2 separate regions of the Triticum aestivum genome follow, and region 1 is linked to region 2. The links are chromatin contacts, called in public Hi-C maps. All regions are on one chromosome and are shown on one strand. The core of a region is the stretch at or near the end of the contact, and the rest is flanking DNA. Distances in the headings are between cores, read along the strand shown. Region 1 holds the start of LOC123138268 (nuclear-pore anchor). Region 2 holds the start of LOC123138266.

Region 1 (6,639 bases), core at 2,726-5,225, 590 kb after region 2:
CCCCTATAAATAGAGGGGCAAGGGAAGGGCTGCACACACACCTCCAAGGCGCAGCCCCTCCCCTCCCCAACACCTCTCCTCCTCCGCAGAAGCTTGGCGAAGCCCTGCCGGAGTACTGCCTCTCCATCACCAGCACGCCGCCGTGCTGCTGCTGGAGATATCTTCCTCAACCTCTCCCTCCTCCTTACTGGATCAAGGCACAGGAGACGTCTCCGCTCCATACGTGTGTTGAACGCGGAGGTGCCGTCCGTTCGGCGCTAGGATCTTCGGTGATTTGGATCACGACGAGTACGACTCCATCAACCCCGTTCTCTTGAACGCTTCCGCTCGCGATCTACAAGGGTATGTAGATGCACTCCTATCTCTCTCGTTGCTAGATGACTCCATAGATTGATCTTGGTGATGCGTAGAAATTTTTTATTTTCTGCTACGATCCCCAACACCCATGCCCACATTAAGGCTGGGGGGCTACTGGGCTTCGTGCTTATCATTTACAAATATTAAAGGGGTACATCGATCCCCTGATCTAGTGTTGCCACCCGACCAATGTCTCGGGGGCTACTTCATTGACAATCCAATGCAGAAAATTTAAAGTGCAATATAGTTTTCGAGGAGATTATTATCCTCAGGTTGGTCGGCCGCACCCAACCTGAGTCTCGAGGACTTTGCACACCGCGTTTCTATTCCTAAGTATGCTGCTGAGCTGGGAATTGATCCTCATACTGATTTTATGAATCGACTTGAGTCTCAGGGGCTACTAGGGTCAACGGTTTGTTTTTTTCCTTCGGGTGCATCCCGGATATTAGGCCAACACGCACCTTGAGGGCTACTGGCTATACATCTCGATAGAGATTACATTGCACAATTCGGAATTAAATTCATAAAAATCAGCCCATGGCCGAGGTGGTGCACCACCTCGGATACAGTCCAACGTTGGTGCTCGACTACAATAGACACCCCGGAAGTAGTCCGGCATAAAGCTCGGACGCTGGTGGCTGGCTCCATAGAGGGCATTTCTAGCATTAAGCTCGGCTAAGCTCCTTCAACCTTTTTGAACCAAGGTGATCTATGACACCTTGGACATAGTCCGGCGTTGGAGCTCGGATGCAGTTCGGCGTTGGAGCTCGGCTGTAACAATACTCCTCAGATACAGTCCGGCGGTGGAGCTCGGATACATTCCGGCGGTGGAGCTCGAATACATTCCAGCGTTAGAGCTCGGAAGCGGTCCGGCGTTGGTGCTTGGCTGCAAAAGATACCTCGAATGCAGTCCGGCGTTGGAGCTCGGACGCAAGAGGACACTGCCGCCCGGGAACAACTCCAAACCTGAGGTGTGGCATAAAAATAACAAGGCATTGATAAAGGCCGAAAGCTTAAAGGGGCTCCTCGGATACCCGATGTGTAAACTCTTCGGATGCATTTCGGCGATCCTCAAGATCAAAGATGAGAAGATTTGTTAAACCAGCTTTCAAGACCGATGACCGAAGATGAAGAACAGTTCGGAAGAATCGAGGAGCGTCCCCAACTTGAAGACCGGTTCAGGGGGCTACTGACGGTGTCCTGGACTAGGGGGTACTCACCACGTCGTCTCCCGATCAGTTGGATTGGGCCGAGGACCCCCATGGCCGTATACTCATGGGCCAGTTCGGACAACCCCTGCCGCATACAAGGAAGACTCCACAAGACTTGGCGCCCAAAACAAGGACTCTCCTAAACCCTAAGCCTCCGGTGTCTTATATAAACCGATGCCAGGCTAGTCAATAGACAATCTCATATTCATTACTACAATTTCGTGGTAGATACGTGTACTCTGTACTACACCCATATGAATACAATCAAAAGCAGCATGTAGGGTATTATCTCATCAAGAGAGCCCGAAGCTGGGTAAAACCCCGTGTCCATGTTACCATCGTTCCAAGACGCCTAGCTTAGGACCCCTACTATGAGATACACCTGATATTGAACCGACATCGATGTCGTCCACACGCGGACTGCAGCCCTGGGCGCCGGCCCCGCCCGCATGCGCGCCCCTGATGGCCGCCGGGATCGGGAGCCGTTGCTGCTGGCCGCCGGAAATGAGAGCTGCTGCTGCTGGACGTCGGAAATGCACGACACTCGCTCCGTGGCTGCTCCGGCTAGGCGGCTAGGGTTCCTCCTCTCTTGTCTGGACTCTCTGGACTCTGAAGCGAGAGGAACAAAGCATTGACCGTGCGTATCGGAGGTCGAGAAGCCTGCTCTCTCGTTCGCTATTTGCTTGGTGCACGTATTGCATCCGGCCCAATAAGGCCCAATAACAGGGACGACGACGAATTTTCTTCTCATGATTATTTATCGATCAGATCTGGCTTATACGTGCACCTATATAAAAAAATCGCTCCAAATCAAGGTAGGGCGAGCGCCACACCTCGCCCTACCGAGAGCTTCGCTTGTGAACACAAACATGTTGGAGTTCATGAGTACCTAGGAGTCATCGGAGGTGTCTACCGTTGTGAAGGTATACCGCCGGTTCATGAGCAACTTGGGTAGCCTGACGTAATCCTCGCTGGCTCTGCAAAAGTGGTAGAGCAGGACGTGGTCGGGCATGCACCACTCTGCGTCGCTATGAGGCGCCATGGGTTGGGCCCATCGATTCGCCTCGCTCACTGTATGGTTTCTCTGGTCTCGTTTTCCCCTGACACTAAGGCTAAAGGAAAAATGGCTCAAATTTTGATAGATTTAAATCATAATATTGTTTAAAATTTGTTCCCAAATTGAAAAATATAGAGAAACTAAAACAATATTCATGGATAAAAGAATTATACATTAATTTTAAGAAATGATCACAAATTTAAAAATGTGGTTCTAAAAAATATCCATAAATTCAAAAAATGTTCGTGAATTGGAATTTATTTTCATGAATTCAAAAAATGTTCATGAATTTTAATAATATCCATGAATTAAAAATTTATGTGAATTCAAAAAATCTTCATGGTTGAATATTCATGAAAATAAAAAAAAACATTCATAAACAAAAACTGTTCATGCATTTGCAAAAATATTCTAAGTTCATAAAGTATATGAAAATTCTTAAGAAATGTGTATGCATTTGAAAAACTCAAGTTTTTTAAAATAATCACGAATTAAAAATGCTTCACAAATTTTAAAATAAGAAAATGAATAAGAAAAAGGGGAAAAGAAAACAAAAACAAAAAATAACCCTTAAGAAAACAGAAAGAAAAAACAAAAAGAAGCTTCAAATGGGCGGGTGGTATGCGCGTGGGCGCTATTTGGCTACCCAGGCGGAATAGGTTTTCCTGAAAAACCAGAAAGACAAGTGATATGAACTTGTCCACTAGTCACATAACGAAGTCAACGAGTGTACGCGTGGTAAATCCTATGTGACACATCAAATTGCTAGCGTATTGCACAAGAGGAACCGAGCTGGTCGGCCCATTCAAATGCTTTGTAGATTCGACATTGGTTCCGTTTTTGGGAACTTCTGAAGGGTTCCAGTCCAATATTTTTACCGATTTTCCATTTTCTGCTTTTACTGTTTTTTTGGTTTTGGTTTGTTCTTTTTCTGTTCTCTTCTTCTCTTCTCATTTTTTCCTCGAAAAGGTCACAATTTTTAAAATATTCTTTTAATTATAAATTCATAAATTTGATTTTTTTTGAGATTTCAAAATGTGTTCACTTTTTTCAAAATAGTTTGCTATAGTATGCCGTTTGCTACAATGAGTCGGTTCACTATAGTAGACCGGTTTGCTACAGTGCCGGGCTCCGTCTACCTATTTGACGCCCCGCATTTTAAAAAATGGCTCACATTAACAAACAAGACAAAAAAAGTAAAAGAAAAAACAAGACAAAAAGTTACACGGAGCCCGGCAGCCGCCATCTCGTTTCCAGCCCACGTCGCAAATACAGGCCGGACACCTGAGGTCGGTAACCAGGCCGGGCTCCCAGCACGCCGTCCTCCCGATATATCGCTGCCTCCGCTTTCGCCGTTTGGCGTCTCGCCCGTCTCCATTCTCCAGTTCAACTCGGCTCACCCCCTCCGCTTGCGGCACCGCCACCACCCTTCGCCCCCTCCCCGCGGGGAAACCCTAGAACCTTCTGGAGGCCACCCCGAAATCTCGGCGGGGCTAGGGCTCCCGCTCGCTCCACCCCGCCCGCGGCGATGCCGCTCTTCATGTCCGACGAGGAGCTCCGGCTCCTCGGCGGGGACGTGGCCGCGGTCGCCGAGCGGGCCGACGCCGCCATCCGCGAGCTCCGGAACCAGGTCGACACCGTGCGCGCCGAGGCTGACGCTGCGGCCATCGCGGCCGAGCAGACCTGCGCCCTCCTCGAGCAGCGCTTCACCACCCTCTCCGCGGAGGTCGATCGGTACCAGGCCGAGGCGGCCGAGCTCACCGCCGCCTCCGAGCGCCGCGCCGCTGACCTCGCCTCCTCCCAGGCCGAGATACACCAGCTCCGCATCCAAGCAGTACGAACCCTAGATTTTTTGGGCGACTGATCATTTTGTTTGGTGAAGCTTCCTGCACTGACCACTTGTGTTGCTGATGTCGCAGATTGCAAAGGATGGCGAGGTTGAGCGTCTCAAAGTGGAAATCTCGGAGCTGCACAAGTCCAAGTGCCAGTCGCTGGAATTGATCGAGCAGAGGGACGCAGAGATACGGGAGAAGGATGACGTCATTCAGAGTTACCATGATAAGATGGTGAGCTACCCTAACGCCCTCACACTTCTACTAGTAATATGCAGCAGTCATCAAACTGGTTGTAGAGCGAGTTGAGAGTACATGATCACCTGAACAAATTGTCGCTTGGTGCAATCTGATATGGTGGTGTGCAGGACAATGTAGTTTCTAGGATCATACATTGGTAGTACCGACTACTGGTTACTGGTTGCCGCTTGAGGATTTTGTTATTGAGTTTAACTATAGGTTTGTTTCTGCCTAAATGCTAATTAGTGCAGCTTGTTTCTGTAACTTGTCCTGCTTTAGAACAGATTTTTGCGTACCTCAAGAGAGAGGGAGAGAGAGGATTTGATTTGATTTGGTTTGCTTAGCACCATATGGTGCAATGTACATGCAAAAAAATGCGCAAGCAACTGCATATTATGGACGTTCTTGCTGGTTTTCACCAGTAAATTTATTGGAATAACTTCTTTGACTGACTGGATGAATCATTTTCGTTAGTTGGTTATGACTTTATCGATCAGTTACCCATGGGGCCATCCCTTTGGAAGGCATGGATGTCCAAAAGTCAAATTTGCATTCTGAGCAATATATTTGATCTTAACTTGATTTGCTTGTAGGTATACATCTATATCTGTCTCTACCATACGTTATTTCACGTCTTTGTTAAGTTTTTATGACACACCTGATTACTTATGTGAGACATCTTACAAAACTTCTCTTACATCTTAGTGGTTTGTGTTTTCTACATATTATCTCGGTTGAGCTGATACAGTACCTCCATAGTCGGCGGCTATTATATGCTATGTAGATTTGACGTTAGCTTGGTAGATATTATGTTGTTTCATGAAGAGCTGCTCTTACATTCAAATATATTATAATTTGTAATAAATAATGACATGTAGATTTGATGTTGTTTCATGAACAGACTTAAAATGTTAGTTTTCCACTGTCTATATAACATAGCTACATCTGCTTTTCTTTTATAGCATTATTACATGAACTATCTGCCCATTTGAAAAGCTGAATGTTCGATCTCTTGTCAGTTTAACTGAAGTGGAGCTATTTAAGAGTTCTGCCATATCGTCAGACCTCTCACTCTTTTTCTTGAATAACTTATCTGTAGTTTTTCCATCAGACAATCTTGAAAATTTTAAAAATGTGATATGCTATGTATTAGTATCTATTGCGTTTTTTTCTTGCTGGCGGTGTGGATATATGGGTTATATCATTTTTGCCCCTATCATGAGCGTTATTTTATCTTTGCACTCTAGCAAGCTAAGCCTTTTATAAACTCAATTGAGATTTCATGCTCCTTTGTCGTGGAAAGACCTTTGCTGTTTTGTGTTTTATAGCATAAAATTAAGTGGGCATACCGTTTTTATCGTCTTTTCAGGTAAATCAGGCTGACTCTTCTGCTGGTAAAGAGGCTAGGATACACGAGGTTGAAGCTAAGTTAACTCACTGCCAGGCGACATGCAACCGCATTGAACAGGTATACATATAAAAAGGCTTAGGGAATGCTTAGAACTTTAGAAGCAAGTTTTAGTATAATGTTCTACCAAGCCTTATTTCAGTTCTCTATAAATCTCTTGTACACCGCATCGCCTTCGTTTGCTCTTTGGTTATTCATTGTTATACTAAGATTCAAGGAAGTTCCTGAGCAATTGTTTTTCATGGACCAATTGGTGTTTCTTACTTATTTTTATTACTTCCCTTATTAGGAGAAGGAGCTTCTTGAAAAGCATAATCTCTGGCTTGATGAGGAACTGAAAGCAAAAGTAAAGAATCTATCTGATCTAAGAAAGGCAAACATGGATGAGGAGTCTCGGATGTCAGCAAAGATTGTAGAGGTTACTTTCTTCTTATTTAATACTTCATGTGACAGATACAGGAAAGAAAACATGAACCTGATTTCTGGTTATCAGCTTGAAAGAGAGATTTCTGAATCTACAAGTTCCTTGAGGCG
Region 2 (7,085 bases), core at 257-2,756:
CTTTCCCGTGCGCGCAACAGTCCATCACCGCCTCCCTCCTGTGCTCATACACATGGACAATGAATTCCTACGTACGCCACGCACCGCCACGCCCGAGTCCGATCGGCCTCAGTACAAACGGCGGACGCCATGGAGCCGAGGGCGCGCGCACCAGCGCGAGACGCCGACTCGGGCAGGGCATCGGAGCTAGGGAGCGAGTGGCGCACATGGCCTCATAAATTCAGTCCCGCGGGGCTACGCGACTCTGATCCCGACACCGTGCAGGTCGACGCGGACGCCTGACCCGCCGTGACAGCTTCCTCGCCGGCGCGGTGTTGACCGCGCCGGCGCGGACGTGAACACCAATTGCGCCACCACCACTAAGCAGACGAGATAAGCACACAGGAGCGGCTTAATTAATGGTTGCCCTAGCCATAAGGAAAACCCATGACGAGTTGACGAGTCCGATGGCTAGCCGCATCTGTGCAGATCACATTTCTTCTCTCCAGCAACCGGCATTTGTGTCCATTATAAAACGCGCCCATCACTATTTTCTTCTTTCTTCAAAGAGAAGTGATGCCTGCTGGGAACAATCCCGCATAAGATACTGCGTTGGACTGGCTTGTTTCCAGGGCGATGCTGGTTGGGAGCTGGGCAGGGGAATTGTCATCCGAATTTATAAGCCCATCCCTGGCATCACCAGGGGGCAGCACGGAGAGGAAGAATGATGACGAGCTTAACAAGCCATCATAGAATAGTGATACAAGGGCAGATCAGTCATGAGTTTTTTTTTTTGTTTTTTGCGGGGAGATCAGTCATGAGTTGTGTATGCATATTGAGCCACGATGTGTGGCATTTATCACGGGGCCTCTCCGTGGCATTCCATTCATGAATGGTTTAGTTTGGAAATGCAACTGCAAGGGGCTCATGCTTGAGAGTGGACTTCCGGTTGCACCATACATGTATAGTTTGCGCTCCCACTAACGTCATTCGGTGCGTGGTGCTTTTAATTCTTGCTGTTGCGGTGCACTTTAAAATTCTCGTGCAGGTGAATAGCAACAAAACTAGCACTGCCAGAGCACAACATTTTGCTTCAAGTTTAGTGCACGACGACCAACAAAAACTGCACGGATGAATGCCAAACAATTTTTAGCGGGGTGGATGTAGGCCCAGTGTCAAGATCAGCTCGGCCAAACCAGCAACTTTTGCTTGATCGAGTGCATAGAATTCAATTAATTCGGGGAGATAGATAGATAGTAGATGGAAGCAAAACTGGTTAATTCGGCCGATCTCCGTCATCCGTACACGACGGCCCACGAAAAGCAATCGTTTTGTAGATGCGGCCGGTCTCCGTCTCTCGCCGTTTGTTGCTACGCCGGCCGCAGACTGACGTCTCCGACGAGCGGTGCACCCAAAAATGCAGTACCTGACAGCGTCTGTTCACGTGGTGATCGCGAGGTCGAAAACGATCGAACCGGTCACCGGGACGGGATATGTACCACCACCACGGCACCACCTCGGCAACCGAGCCGTTGCTCTCTCTCCTCTTTATAAAATACTGGCGCACCACACGCTCGCCACTTGCTCGCGCTCTCCCTCGCCCACGTTTCCCCGGCCGGCACAGGCTAAGCCAAGCTATAGGACCAGCACCCAGCTCTGGTCACGGGGAGCGTGTGTGTGCCCGTGTGCGGCTGCGGCGGGCCGGAGTGAGCGGGGATGGGGAACTGCCAGGCGGCGGAGGTGGCGGCGGCGGTGGTGCAGCACCCGGGCGGGCGGGTGGAGCGGCTCTACTGGTCCACCCCCGCGGCGGAGGTGATGCGCGCCAACCCGGGCCACTACGTCGCGCTCGTCACGCTCCGGGTCGCCGAGGAGCGCCAGGACGCCGACGGCGGCGGCGCCCGCCGCACCGTGCGGCTCACCCGCGTCAAGCTCCTCAAGCCCAAGGAGACGCTCCTCCTCGGCCACGTCTACCGCCTCATCACCGCCAACGGTAGGCTTCGAGTCACCGATTCTCGTCCTCTGCCTCTTCTCCTCCATGCTGTGCCCACTGCTAACATGGCATGGAAAAATGGTGCGCGCAGAGGTGACCAAGGCGGTGCAGGCGAGGAAGGAGGAGAAGCTGAGGAAGGCGCGGCAGCAGCTGCAGCAGCTGGAGTCGTCGACGCGGCAGAGCAAGCTGCGGCCGGCGGCGGACGGTGACGACGTCGACGACGACGACGACGAGGCCAGCTTGGATGAGAGTCTCGATCAGGTGGTTACATGGACTTGAGCTCTATTCAATCCAACTACTTCTCTCTCTCTCTCTCTCTCTCTCTCTCTCTCTCTCTCTCCGCCGGAAAAAAATTATATGAGACCAGGTCTCATATAATTTCCCCCTCCGCCGATGCCCCCATGCACGTTCTCTGCATGATTGATGCGCCTTTAATTGCCTTCCCTCCAAGGGCTACTGGTTAGTTGTTCCTCGCGATTCTCATGTCTTCTTCCTCAGTTCGTCCACACGCAACACTCGGAAGATGAATTTTATTTGGGTAATCGCCATTAGAATTTGTGCAGCTGCAAAATCTGCCTAGTTTCAGCAGAAACCGTTAGCATTTAGCTCAATGGAGAGAATCGGTTTGGAGTACCTGACACTGACAATTCTCAGTCCCCAATTGACATGCATAAAACAAGATGTGGTCCTGTGGATCCAATTGATTGATGCCATGTACCGTCCAGAAGGGAAATTAGTGCTTAAAATAGAGGGATGCAGAATGATAAAAGAATCATGATGGTAAATAAAATAGTGAAGAGTCGCAACTAGTGTCAGGAGCAAAGAATCGTCTGCGAGATCCCTTTCTGCTTCTGTTCTGAACCGCGGCAACATGCAAATGTTCCATCTTCTGATTACTCTACACCTGTGACTGCAGTTGGCACGCCAGGACGGAGGAGATGGCCACCGGAGCTCCGGCGCCCGGCACCGGCAATGGCGGCCCTCGCTGCACAGCATCGACGAGGCCGCGAGCTGAGCCCGGCCATGCATAGCCCTCGGTGGATCTTCTGTATTTTCGGCGTCCACCGGGCCTCGACAGATTAATCTAGCTCGCATCACATGGGTTGCTGCCACATCTGTGTTGGATCGCTTCTGAAGCGGCTCCGTCGATCGGAGCGTGTCCGTGTACATTTTCAGGGTTTCTCGTCAGGATCTGTTAGTAAGAGTGAGGCTGCTTTTTTTTTTACTCCTCTTGATACATTTGCACCTGATTAAGATGCATGAAAGAAGTTCAGAACACGAGTAGCTAATACTACATCCATACAAGAGATGATGCCATTGCCATGTACCAATGCACATGCACCTGTGCATCGATCTCGTTCATGCTCATGGCCTCTCATGAGTGATGGCGTTTCTCTGTGTTGTTGTTGCAATTCTTGGCGCCGAGTTCTCAATCATAAGCACGGCGCCGGCTGTGGGCGCACCTGCAAGCTGCGGCTGCAGGTGGTGGGACGGAATCGTGCGGAGAGCCTTTTGGGCTGGAAGCTCGTTGGGCAGATTCGCGTCGGCGCTGCACATTAGTTTATGCTCCTGCAGAGAGTTTAAAAGTTTGACGCCCACGGTACCTAAGCTCTGTCTGTTTGGCACTTTGGCATTTGGCAATGGTGGTTGGTCACATGCTCTCTGTGGGCTGCCCCGAACAACACAGGAGCTGACATTTCCACCATAGATTAATGGCCAAGCTGTTAGTTAGTTACTCCTACATGTTGCTAACCGCAGCTCGCGGCGATTGAATACTGGCAGCATCAGCTACTGTGCTTACCACTAGTTAATGTGGCCGGCACCAAATGGATCCACCCAGCCTCCCATGGCGGGGTGAGTTCCTCCGTAAGTGGCAGCTTTTGGCCAGTCCTGGACGCATCAACCGTATGTGGCAGCTTGGCGGTGGCAGCCGCTTTATCCATCAAAAGGCCAATTATGCAGGGTGATCATATGCTTTGGAGATCGCCTGCAGGCTGCGCCCGAGCCCGCGGTCGGAAATGAAATCTTCGCTTTAAGCTGGGATTTGGATTGTGTTTCTGCGCAAAAGTTACATGTACTACGTGCTTTCCTTGTTCATCAGAACCCTGAACGAAGCTCGCTAGAAGGACGACGACGATGAGTTTAGCTCGTGTCATGTGCCGTGGAGAAGTGCCACCGGCGGACTTAGCCTGGCATATCGGGCAAGCTATGTCATGCTTGACAGCGGACAACGGAGTACGTACTTGCTGAAGTACAAATCGAGACGGTTGGAGCACGTACGGAGCTATGTACAGCAACCAACGGCTAGCATTGCCATATCTCCCGTGTCCATCTTTCCGTTTCCTCAAACACACGGCACACTCAAGCGCGTGCCTCAGATTCACGGAGTACGCACGAATTTCCGCGTCTGGCCGACTTGAAGATTTGCCACTCCACGAAAACTCAAACGTGTGCTCGGTTCGGGTAGCGATCTGTGGCACGTAGGCACGACAGCACGTGGATTTCCCGCCATTCGATTGCTTCTCCGAAAATTAGTTTGAACTTTGCAGCAGGGACGGTGAGGGGCGGCTAGAGGCTCCCTGCCTGCGTGCTGACGGCGGCATTCGTCTTCACAACAAGGCTTCGTACGGTTCCAGTCAGCTGCGAGATCAGGGTGACGGTGGCGTCTGTGACATCATTTCCTTCTCGAGGCATCGTTGTTGCAGGTTGCGACACAATGCTCGGGTTGCTCTAGGGGAAACTCTAGATCTGGGTCTTCCGGTTCGAACGATGACGGCATCTTCGGTAAAAAAATATACGTGATCTAAGCGCTCTTATGTTTCTTCGCGGAGGAAGAAATAAAGATGGTTGTATGCATCATTTGCCACGGGCGGGGGTAATCCTCCTTTCGAAAATAATGACCATTTTTACATCAAAATACTCTTTATTGCAAGGTGATCACTGAGGGAGTCCTGGATTCAGGGGTCCTCAGGTGTCCGGTCTATTCAATATGGGCCGGACTGATGAGCCGTGAAGATAAAGCAGAAGACTATCTCCTGTGTCCAGGTAGGACTTCTATATGCGTGGACAGCAAGTTTGGTGCCCGGATGTACTGTTTCCTTCTTTGTAAACCGACTCTGTACCACCCTAGGCCCCTTCGATGTGTATATAAACCGGAGGGTTTAGTCCGTAGAGGCTATCAGAATAATCATAGGCAAGACAACTAGGGTTTAGCCATTACGATCTCGAGGTAGATCAACTCTTGTAACCCCTATACTCATCGAATACAATCAAGCAGGACGTAGGGTTTTACCTCCTTTAAGAGGGACCGAACCTAGGTAAACATCGTGTCCCCATTGTCCCTTGTTACCATTGATTCTTAGACTCACAGTTTGGCCCCCCTACCCGAGATCTGCCGGTTTTGACACCATCATTCGTGCTTTCATTGAGAGCTCCATTGTGTAGTCACGAAAAGCAATCTATGGCTCGCCTTGTCATCAACAACGACATCACTTCTGGAAGGAGCTTAACTTCAGGACAGATCCTCCAGCTCATCGATTTCTTTGTGGGTGCCCGCATGGCCATTAAGCCGACAGCGTTCCCCACGATCGCCAAACACCACCCCCACATCGGTCTCGAATACTTTGAAAAGACAGATTCGGCGGACATCTCATCCTTAAACGAGCTGCTAGATCGCATCACTGCCCTGGGCCTTTCAATAGACTATGATCGGTTAGTCACAAAAAAATAGACTATGATCAGATCGGGCTTAAAACTGACCAGAGGGAAATCAATCTCCCGCCGATCACTCACCTGGTAGCGATCGTCGAGGAACGAGCCGAAAATACTTTGAGGGAGTCCTGGATTAGGGGGTGTCCGGATGGCCGGACTATGACCTTTGGCCGGACTCCTGGACTATGAAGATACAAGATTGAAGACTCCGTCCCGTGTCCGGATGGGACTTTCCTTGGTGTGGAAGGCAAGCTTGGCGATACGATATGAAGATCTCCTCCTATTGTAACCGACTCTGTGTAAACCTAGCCCTCTCCGGTGTCTATATAAACCGGAGAGTTTTAGTCCGTAGGACGAACAACAATCATACCATAGGCTAGCTTCTAGGGTTTAGCCTCTCTGATCTTGTGGTAGATCCATTCTTGTACTACCCATATCATCAATATTAATCAAGCAGGAGTAGGGTTTTACCTCCATCGAGAGGGCCCGAACCTGGGTAAAAACATCGTGTCCCTTGTCTCCTGTTACCATCCGCCTAGACACACAGTTTGGGACCCCCTACCCGAGATCCGTCGGTTTTGACACCGACACTGGTGCTTTCATTGAGAGTTCCTCTGTGTCGTCACTGTCAGGAAGGATGCCGCACCCCGTCTTTAAAGACGACGCTGTTGCTAAAGGAGCTTTGGCTGTCGGCCAAACTCTCCGGCTAGGCAGGTTTTTGATGACCGCTTGTTCGGCCGCGCGCCGACGATGACCTCTCGGGCCATCGAAAGCAATCTTCACATCAGCTCGGAACTCGCCGAGCAGTTAGATCCGACGGAGCTCTCTTCCCTGAATGAGCTCCTGGATCGCATTGCCGCCCTAGGAGTCGCTACAGATTACGGCCAGATTGGGCTTAAACCCGATCAGAGAGAGATCGACTCTCCCCAGGTCACCCACCATGTTGAAGTGGTGGAAGAACAATGCGGCGCATCTTTGCCCGCTCTAAGGACCAGATGTGTCCGAATTCCCGACCCCTCCAAGCCGGATACCCGCGGAGGGGAGGATGATGCTCAAGTCCTGAACCTAAGGTAAGGCAGCAGGCCTGATTCATTGAATAATGTCCAAGAAAGCAAGCTTCCGAATTCGGAAACTTCTTGGCCCCTGAATCTTTTATCGGGCAAGGTTTCGGATTTAAATCCACCCGCCCACCCAACTATAAGGGATTTATCCCAAATACGGCAAGTGCCCAGAGAAACAGTACACCACTATTGGGCCAGATTCCTCCTGGTTATGAACAGGATAAAGGACTGCCGTGAGGAAGAAGCAATTTCATTCTTCTGTAACAACTGCACGGACATCGGAATCCTCAACACCATAAGTCGCCGCGACATTACACGCTTCGCTGACTTGACATCCATAGTAC

The links. Hi-C and Micro-C count contacts between places; a contact is called where the count stands out from the background.
Region 1: a Hi-C map of leaf shows a contact between it and region 2, with 4 times the contacts expected there. The contact joins the promoter of LOC123138268 here to the promoter of LOC123138266 in region 2. A contact is called at or near these places in 2 of 5 Hi-C or Micro-C datasets (both in leaf).

Annotation. Positions count from the first base shown.
Region 1 is chr6B:607,433,237-607,439,875 of IWGSC CS RefSeq v2.1, forward strand. LOC123138268 (nuclear-pore anchor) reads left to right here and starts at 3,976. Exons shown (of 48, transcript XM_044558210.1): 1 at 3,976-4,459; 2 at 4,545-4,691; 3 at 6,067-6,165; 4 at 6,395-6,523; 5 at 6,599-6,639. The coding sequence starts at 4,154.
Region 2 is chr6B:606,841,034-606,848,118 of IWGSC CS RefSeq v2.1, forward strand. LOC123138266 reads left to right here and starts at 1,507. Exons shown (of 3, transcript XM_044558208.1): 1 at 1,507-1,969; 2 at 2,061-2,230; 3 at 2,886-3,365. The coding sequence starts at 1,696. The coding sequence ends at 2,984.